2 separate regions of the Mus musculus genome follow, and region 2 is linked to region 1. The links are chromatin contacts, called in public HiChIP or PLAC-seq maps. All regions are on one chromosome and are shown on one strand. Each heading gives the region's core, a stretch centred on a gene start, on an enhancer-like site or on the middle of the called end of the contact. The rest is flanking DNA. Distances are from core to core; before and after follow the strand shown.

Region 1 (4,647 bases), core at 1,909-4,408:
GCATTACGTTAACACAAGAGCGTTTGACTGAGTTTGCTTTCCTCTCAGGGGTAAATCAGTCTCCTGCTTTTGGTCAGTTCTCATGTTCCTCTTATAGTTAAGGAATCGCCTTGTAATCCTTATCTTAGTACACAGTAGACCACACTGGTGTGGTCCAGATCAAATATCAATTCCCTGGGATCAAAGCCTTGATCATGGCATGACTTCGTGCTTCCCAGAATCCACATTTGGAAAGGAAGTGCCTCTTTGTAAACCAGGGACCAAAAATGTGAGGCTGCTATTCTAGCTGGGTTGGGGACACACCTGAAATCCCCCTTTGTAAGTTATTGAGCACTCTTTTGATCTCCTAAGAAGTTGGACTGGTATGCAGCCCCACAGAGGCTCATTCAGAGTCCTCACTGAGAACCTGTGTCAGCAGGTGGAGTTGCATTTCTAACATGATTGTCCCAGAGTCTCCTGTGGTTTTATATTCTCATTCTTCTTTCCTATAATTGCTGCGAGAAATGCATAGTTATCAATTTAGTTAGTTGAAGAATTCCTTCATTAATATATATTGTCCTTCCATACCCATGGGTTTCCATCCAGAGACTCAATCAACAATAACACAAAAGTGTTGGGCAAAAAGTTTGTGTTATTCCCTAAACACTGTGACTATATTTACAGAGCACTTTAAGTATAACCTGCTTCAAAGCATAAGTGAAGATATCTGTGGGTTTCATGTTAATCACCCATTTTATATGATGGATGTGGTTGTCACTATCTTTTAGTATCTTTGGGGTGCTAGAACCAGTCTCATGGATGCCTAACAAAAATTCTGGTCTGTGTGTGTAGTGCATCAGTAGGCTCTTTGTGCTGTTCAAGTTGTGCTTATGCTACAAAGAAGGAATTATTCATTCCTGTGTTGCTTGGTGGATGTATAACTTGCACATGTATGCACACAGAAGTTCTCCATTCTCCCCAGATTTTGTCCCATAAACTAGTACTTTCTCATTATAACAATTTTTTTTCCTATTGGAAATTATAACCACAGAAAGGAAGCGAAAGAATCTTTTGTTGTACCTATAACATTTTGTGAATCAATATAATAAATAATTTTCTGCATTGACATTTTTAATATAACTTTGCTTATATCTGTCAGAAGCCACAAATTATATAGTCCAACTTCAAATGAAAAGCCACATTATCTAGTATGTATAGAAAAAAAAAGAAACTTTGGTCAAGAATGACTTAATATAAAGCTACACAAGCTTTCTGCATTCTGGCTAGTCCTCATAGTGCTGGAAGATGCTGCTAGGAGGGGGTGACATTACGCAGCTATGAACCCTGTAGTTTGTACTACTGACCTCGGAGCAGGATATGCCCACTGGTGCAGTACAGGCAGGACTAATAGGGTAACCAACTGTTTCCTTACTGATTTGAGACCACTCATCAGGAGGAATTTTATGTCTGGTACTGTAAGCCTGGTCAGAAGCCCATGGCAGAAGAGGTCATATGCCCTGCTGGGGAAGCTACTGCTGTTGTCTTGCTAAAAGGACACGATGCACCTGTCAGATTACACCCAATTATTTATGTTGATGCCCACAGGTCAGTGCTATTGTCAGTTTTTGTCAGAAAAGCTGCTTTCTGCACTGGATGGCAGCTACTATACAGGCTTAAAACTGATCTAAGCATTGAAAATAAGTTCCTGTTAAGCATTTAGCCCTGAGAAGGCTTCATGTCACCCCTCCAGTCTCAGACAATATCAAGAGAACTAGAAAGGAGAGGTTAGGGAACCGCTGGAATCCTACCCTGTGGGTGTGGCATCCTACCCTGTGGGTGTGGCATAGCCATTGCTCCCTTGAACTCTTAGCAGCTGTGATTACCTACGAGAGCCCTGCACATCAGTCTTGCCAGCATCCTTTCATGGAGAGGGAAGGAGTAACAGGCTGCAGCAGCCCTGATCATCTTCTCAGTGGTCAATGGCTGCAGAGGGTGGGGGACAGCAGCTGATAAGATTCCCATGCATTTGTGACAACCAAGCCCATGTTCTTGAACCTTCATTAAACTCATGGGTGTACAAAAAATACAATTAAAATATGAATTTTAAAGAACTGTCACCAAGCTTGTTCAGAATGGTAGAGGATACAAAGCAATTATTTCTCTAAAAGTCTATGCAAAGTAAGTTTCTTCCATTGCAGTTTGCTGATACATGATTGGCCAGTGCAGAACTGTTGGATGCTTACTTAAGCCTGAAACATAGAACCTACCTTTCTTATGTGTTAAAGCCAGTTGGCATCTGAGCTCTCTAAGGCGGTATTCTTCAGTCTCACTCTGAATTCCTATCAGATACATAGTGGTTCCAGTATGTCACACACAAGGTCATCTTCCCTGAAATACAATGGCCAGGTAGTAACCTGCTTTGTTAAGAATTTTAATGGTATTTGGTGGAAATAAGGTGTTGAAACAGATTGGAGTTTGTGCTCGATACTGGTTACACAAATTTCCATGCATGCCTCTCCCTGTTTGCACATAGTCTCAGGAGCATGTGTGAAGGAATCCTACATCCTAGGCCAGAGCCATGTTCTCTTTCTAGTCATGTCAGCCTTCTCCTCTTATCCAAGGACCTGTCCTAAGAAACACTCCGGGAAATGGTAACAGAGGCCATGATTGCTTTATTAAAATTAAAATACTCCGAAGAGTAAGCTAAGACTTAGTTATTGTGTATTTGATACCTTGGTTATAAATACCTTTTGTGATGTACATATTTTTAAATATTTTTATGACACTTCAAGAATATTTTATTTATGGCCAGCAAGCTTGTTATGTACAGTTAAAATATAGAAGGTGAGATCAGGCATGACTCCCATCCATGATTCTAACACTTGGAAAGTTGAGGGAGGAGGATTTCTATAGATTCAAGGCCAATCTGGGCCATGTAGTAAGCTCTAGGCCAGGCTGGTCTATAGAGTAAGATTGTCTCAAAACAAAAGAGGTGTGTGTGTTTGTGGGGGGGTTATGCTTCTAGTCACGTGTATGTGAATATGCGTGTGAAAGGGACTTTGGGTCCCAGTTTTGACTGCCTAGCTTCTTTGTTTCATGGGCTCTGTTGGGAACTGCAGTGTTTGCTTAACCTTCTGCATCTCCTCCTCCTTTGTGGCAAAAATTCCTTTAGTTTCACTTTATACCATCAGATTGAGTGAGTGTGCTTGCTTACTCTGCTGCTTAATGAGCCATCGCCCTGTTGGCTCACACTCATTTCCTTCAGCAGTGTCTTTGTTGTGTCCCGGGGCCACACCACCCATTTTCCTTTCCAGCGTTTTTTGTTTTTTTTTTGTTTTTTTTGTTTTTTTTTTTGTTTTGTTTTTTGGTGGAATAGACTCTCAAAATCAGAATTTTGAGTTTGAAAGAGCAAACATGTTGTGGGAAATGTTAAAAAAAAAAAAAAAAAAAGGAACCGACGGGCTTCCTGTGCTACCACCAGCGACCAGCGGACCACATGGCTCCAGCTGGGTGATCTCAACTGGGCCGTCTCTCTATTGGCCGGAGCTCCTGGGTTCCTTGGCAGATCTTTGCCGCCAGGCCCACACAGTGTCCATCCACTCCATGGTCAGCCATCACAACATCCATTTACCTAGTAGAATCAGAACTCTTAAAACTTAAAACAAACCAATCGGATTTATGTACCAATAAATTTTCTATTTACAGGATGCCAATACAATAATTTCAGAGCCAGTTTGTCATAGTCAGGGTTTCTATTCCTGCACAAACATCATGACCAAGAAGCAAGTTGGGGAGGAAAGGGTTTATTCAGCTTATACTTCCATACTGCTGTTCATCACCAAGGAAGTCAGGACTGGAACTCAAGCAGGTCAGGGAGCAGGAGCTGATGCAGAGGCCATGGAGGAATGTTCATTACTGGCTTGCCTCCCCTGACTTGCTCAGCCTGCTCTCTTATAGAACCAAGACTACCAGCCCAGAGATGGTCCCACCCACAAGGGGCCTTTCCCCCTTGATCACTAATTGAGAAAATGCCTTACAGCTGGATCTCATGGAGGCATTTCCTCAACTGAAGCTCCTTTTTCTATGATAACACCAGCTGTGTCAAGTTGACACAAAACTAGCCAGTACACAGTTGATAATGATAAAAGTTTTATCCCAATTATTCTAACCTTATGATACCATATCTACCTGTGGGTGGTTCAAGCCACACTGATTCATGTCTGCCTCCATTCTCCCCCTCTTCAGAAGCTGTCTCTGCAACACTTAGCTCCGCCTCCCTTTTCCCTGTCCAATCACAGGCCTCCTCCTCACTAATGTACTTGGACAGGGAAATCCTTTGACTAATCATCCTTTCTGTTTAATTAAATTAAAAAAAAAAAACTTTTCTCTCAAAATATAAATTGAGCACAGCTATTACCATGTTGTAACGTATAAGGTATAAGATAGACCTAACACCCAGTCCAACATTTTTGTCAATAAAATAAAACCCTGTCCTCTATTCTAACTTAAAAGACTATAATTCTGCACCTGACTTCTGTCTTGATTTCAGATTGAATGCCATCTGAAAACTATGCTCTCAAATCTGTTCTCTCAAAGTAAATAGCCTGGGTTGGCTATGAGACTGTAAGTAGTTTTTCAACCCCGTCAGAAATCTGAGAAGGACCAACA
Region 2 (4,867 bases), core at 1,619-4,118, 2.1 Mb before region 1:
AGATTTTATTATAACACCACACTGCAAAGTGGGGAAATACAGAGATCTGTTTTTGCCTCTGGCAATTCAGATAGCATGTCCTTCCCATACCAGGTAGAAAATGTTCTCTGTGATCCTTTTCCTCCATGTGCTAATTCAGCAGACATGGGAAGCTGATGAGAGCAGACATATAAAATAATAATTCTTTTATATTCTGTTTTAATCTTTATGGCCCCACTCAGGATACCATGTTCCTCTATACATGTCTGTTTCTGATTGAAATGATCTAAGCTAGGCTTTAAAATATAAGATTTGTCCCTATTGAATATGGCATGCTTCTATAAGTTACAACTTTTATGTCCAGTTTGTAGGCTCGAAAGCTGTTGGTCAAATGTCAACCCATGGCCAGGTCAATTACTGTTTGATTCAGTAAGAACCAGGAAAATATAGGTCAAGACAAACCCAACTGAGATTTAGATACAAATTATAGGTACCTTGGCAACGTAATTGGTGAAAGTCAGCTCTATGGAGATGGTGACATCTATGATTGTAACTAAAAGTCCTCTTCTGCTAAGAATTAGTCTGGAAAATGTAGGTGAAGTAAGAACACATATAGAGGTCCTGCAGCAATATATAAAGATCTGCAGCAATGGCAGGATAGGAGTTATTATTTTTGAGTACTAAGACTTGAACTAAGGGTTTCATGCATGCCAGGTACTATACTCTCAGTCTCTCTTCAGGTAAATGAAGACAAAGAAATCCTCATAATAGGCACATCTAGAAAACAACACGAGATATTTACACATCCAATCTTTTTCTCATAACAGGAGTTATAATTTAGCTATTATAATTTCTTCCCTTTTCAAAAATAACTGTCACCAGAAACTGGACTCCAACAAAATGTAGGAGCTGAAACTCCCTCCAGTCCCCTAGAAGTAGCTTGTTTTGTCACTGAAATTGTTATTGTGGTGGCAGATGTAAAAATGAGCAGCTTTTACGGAGAAAACGTATCTGAAAGTAATCATAAGCTGATGGAAGACAGGTAAACTGGGCCGAGATTGTGTTAAATGAAAGGAAGAAATGAGATAAAGACGAAAATAGAGATAACTCCCAAGCCCGGTGCATGTGCTTCTGTAGTCAGTGCCATTCTAGTCAAGGCCCCTTCTCTGGCTCTGGGGATCCATTTTTTCTCTGCCCTGGGCTGCTTCTGGATAAAAAGCACACGCAGTTTGTTTGACCTGCAGTGGGCCTGTTACACACTGTGGGGCCAAGGAAAGGCTTCAAGCTTCAGGCTTCTGCTACTGCTGTTTTCAGCTGCCTGGGAATTCTTAAGGGATGGGATCATAGTCAGAAGATGTGGGAGATGGGGAAGGACTCCAATAGTGACCGAGGAAGTAGGGTGGTTTGGTTTTAAAGCACCCTTGCTTTTTTTTTTTTTGTATATATTTAGTCACTGCTTTGAGAGCAAGCATAGAAAATGCCTTCATAGAATAGCTGTACACATAGCAAAGGAGTATCCTCTGACTCACTACAGGTTCTGGCCCCAGCATAGAGCAGTTTTAGACCTGTGGCCTCTCAGACTACAGTAATCCCTTCCAGGGCATTTTAGACTTAGAGAAACTTAGTCGTACAGCGGTTGATGACCTTGGAAGCACACACCCTGCAAAGAGGGCAAGTGCAGGGCCTCAAGCTGGCCCTGCTATGGCGTGGCCCTAACGGCTCGAAGGTCAGCTAAGATCTCACCTCCTAAACACCTTCAGACCGAACAGCACAGACGAGAGAGTTTGCATAATTTCAGAATCAAAGAATGTGGTTTCACAAATATGGATTTTTAAGTTTGGCCCAATGTCATCTTGGGAAGGTGGGAGAGATGGCTTATTTGGAAAAAAAAAACTATTGGAAGATTTCATCTTACCTGCGAGGCTACCAGCTACCTACAATATCCATTCTAAAGTACTAAGTATGCTAAGTATGGAATATTCTGGGTGATGGCGAGGGACAAAGATATTTTATTCCCAAAGCAACGTTGACTTTCTATTTCTAGGGAAGGTTCTGTGTATGGACTGACACCTTGGAGCAATAAAGAAAATGCCCTGTTCTTGTGTCAAAAAATTCGTTCAGCAAGCATTCCTTCTGGTGGACTGACTACTCAGCGGGCCAGCTGTCCAGGGCCTCTGCCGGGGCAGCCCCAAGGGGAGCGTTTCAGACAGTGGTCTCCACTGAGCTTCTCAGATCCTGCTTCCCCAAGCTCCTACCATGACCCTGCTGCTCCCACTGTCTGACAGGTGTTTTTCCAACTCTAGAGGCAGAGGATTTTGGGGAGTGTCTGAGCCAATAAGATTTCTCCTTAGGGGGAGGGCGTGGCTACATGGGTCAGAGCAGGGGCGGGGCTTGCGCAGCGGAGGAAAGCCTGGCTGGTTGTGTGGAGGGTTGTTTGATTCCCACCCCCCACTCCCCTCTTTTTTTTCTTTCTTTTCTTTTCTTTTCTTTTTCAAAAATCTTTCTTCTGACTCTTATTAATTTCTCTGTGGGGCTGCGGCTGGAGACCGCGGAGCGTTGGAAATGACGTTCGGAGCTTTAATTACTGCAATGGCTGGACAAGTGTGAGGAAAGCTGACAGTGGAAAAAAAGGGGGACAGGATCGGGGAGAAGCAAAGAAGCAACACCCCCTCCTTTTCCCTCCAGATTTGGACAGGAGGTGCAAGGAGACTGAAGAGAGAGCTGAACATAGCCCGGTTTTGGGGGGAGAGGCCGGAACCCCGCCGCCTCTTTGCAATCAACTTTTTTTGGAAGCCTTTATTCCCTCTTTCTTTTTATTGTTGACCAACCAGTGAGGAGAGCGAGCGAGCGAGCGAGAAAGTGAGGAGGGAACGAGCGAGCGGAGGATCACTCCGGGAACTAGCTGTACGTTGTGCTCGGAGCACCAGCCGCACAGTCGCGCTCACTCCCACCCGCGCGCCCTCCTCCGCGGCCCCTTGCCGGGTCCGCGGGTCCACGGGTCCTGGAAGCCGCCGCCGTCGCCGACTGGCTCTCCGGCCCCGGGAAGCCCGTGCACCAAGCGCGCCGCGCCCGCCCCCCTTGCGCCCCCCACGCGCTCCCGGCTGAGGGGGGGAGATCTCCTCCGCGTGCTCGCAAGTGGCTATGGTATTTGGACATGTAATTGTCAGCGCGGGATCTGAGACTTGCCAAAAATGAAGCTGGCGACGGGACTCTGGGTCTGGGGGAGCCTTCTGATGGCAGCGGGGACCGTCCAGCCCAGCGCTTCTCAGTCAGGTGGGTCGCGGTCTCGCGGTTCCCGGTCGCGCTCCAGCTGTTGAACCCGCCACTGCCTCCGGTGTTTCCCTTCTCCCTCGCCCCTCTGTCACCCTTAGGCTCCAGGGACCCTAGGGACCGGGCTTCTGCCTTGGGTCGCCCCTAGCTCCATCCCAAACTTACCTTTGTGTGTGCGTGCGTGTGTTTTTAATTGATGCTACAAATGACTTCGCTTTCCTGCCACCCTCTATATTATTGTCCCCCCTCTCGCCCTCTCTTTAGCCCCCTTCTTTCTTTCTCGCGCGTTTTCTGGGAGCCTAAGCGGGATCGCTTCTGGTGGCGCCCGTTGTTCGGGGCGTGGGAGACCTGAGCCCGTCAGTGGAGGTTCCCTCCTTCTCGAGCTGGGAAGGGGGGGGGGGGGAATCAAACCAAACCGGAGAATCGCTGCACCTCTTCGGGCTGCCAGGAGGTTCCTGAGCTGAGCCTGGCTGGCCTTCCCCGGGGTGCAGGGCTGCGGCGGAGCGCGGCCGGGGAGCCGGGCTTGGCACCTGAGCATGCTGGCGCAGGGTCCCTGGCCCGAGTCTCCAGTAGCCTGCGGGGTCACACCGGACGCCCAGCCCTATCCGGGCAGCTGGAGCGCACCGGGTGCGCGCCTCGGCCGGGGGCCAGGGACTCTGGGCCTTCTTAGTTGGCATCTCTAGGCTGTCTTGAGATTGACTTGGGGCGAGAAAGAGGGTGTGTGTGTGTGTGTGTGTTGGGCGTGCGACTCTTCAGCCAGCATGATCTCTCTCTCTCTCTCTCTCTCTCTCTCTCTCTCTCTCTCTCTCTCTCTCTCTCTCTCTCTCTCTCTCTCTCTCTCTCTCTCTCTAAAAGAGCCTGGCATACTGAGTCCAGAGCTCGGCCTTCCCTCCCCATGCTGGACTTGGCTCTGGGAAGAGTTCTTCCAGTAGTGCAACTTGGGGTTGGCCTAAACTTCTGTTTACTGCCCTGCCGGGCTGCAGAGCTCGCGGGTGGCGCTCACTGACTTAGCCCGAGGCGGGCCGGGTGGCGGCGTCCTGAGCGCTGCCACTGTTGGCTGGATCGCCCAAGCCCCAGGTATTTGGACAGAAAAAGGACTAATTGACCCCGAGAGAAACAGTGTCGCTGTCGTGCTGGGGCCGCCAGAGCCAATGACAGCAGCTGCGATGTAGAGGAGCTCAAAGTTTCTTGACTCTTGGGAGTTACCCCGGGGATGAGAGGAGGGGACGCGAAAGGACTAAGGAGAATCTGTGTGTCTGACCTGGCCCAGAGGGGAGAGAAGAGGGCTTTTGGAGAAGGCAGAGAGATTTCCGGAACCTTCCGGGGCTGGTGGCGGGAACGTGGGCGTCAGCTTGAGAAGATAAAACATTCAGGAGTGGCGACAGGGAGAGCTTTAGGTCCCTAGAGGGTGTCCTTCTGACCTCACCGAGAAAGCTGCAGCTTGCTAGTTTTCCCGCTCCGCCCCCGCTCCCGCCTCTTCCTCCTCGCCTAGTAAATAACAAGTTACAATCTCTGAGCGGTTCAAAATGACCTTCGAATGGCACATGTGCGCCATTTGTGCTGGCCGTTTGCATACTCCCAGTGACTCTGAAATTCTTCCTGCATACCAGATCCTGCG

What was found. HiChIP or PLAC-seq counts read pairs in DNA pulled down with a chosen protein or histone mark.
Region 2: an H3K4me3 HiChIP or PLAC-seq map of embryonic forebrain shows a contact between it and region 1, with 18 times the contacts expected there. The contact joins the promoter of Erbb4 here to the enhancer-like site in region 1. A contact is called at or near these places in 6 of 39 promoter capture datasets (the C10 cell line, cranial neural crest, frontonasal cranial neural crest and 3 more), 1 of 484 Hi-C or Micro-C datasets (ganglionic eminence) and 5 of 115 datasets of contacts at active chromatin or transcription factors (embryonic forebrain, embryonic hindbrain, embryonic midbrain and 2 more).

The regions. Positions count from the first base shown.
Region 1 is chr1:67,016,157-67,020,803 of GRCm38.p6, reverse strand. All of the region lies in intron 3 of Lancl1 (LanC (bacterial lantibiotic synthetase component C)-like 1), which reads left to right. It overlaps LOC115487097 (a long non-coding RNA gene), which reads left to right. Exons shown (of 2, transcript XR_003947846.1): 1 at 1-4,647. Among named protein-coding and RNA genes, the nearest start is that of Lancl1, 20 kb to the left of the region's middle. Within about 2 kb of position 3,158, at least 8 of the 459 cell types and tissues checked have an H3K27ac peak or open chromatin away from gene starts, as enhancers often do.
Region 2 is chr1:69,106,060-69,110,926 of GRCm38.p6, reverse strand. Erbb4 (erb-b2 receptor tyrosine kinase 4) reads left to right here and starts at 2,868. Exons shown (of 27, transcript NM_010154.2): 1 at 2,868-3,252. The coding sequence starts at 3,171.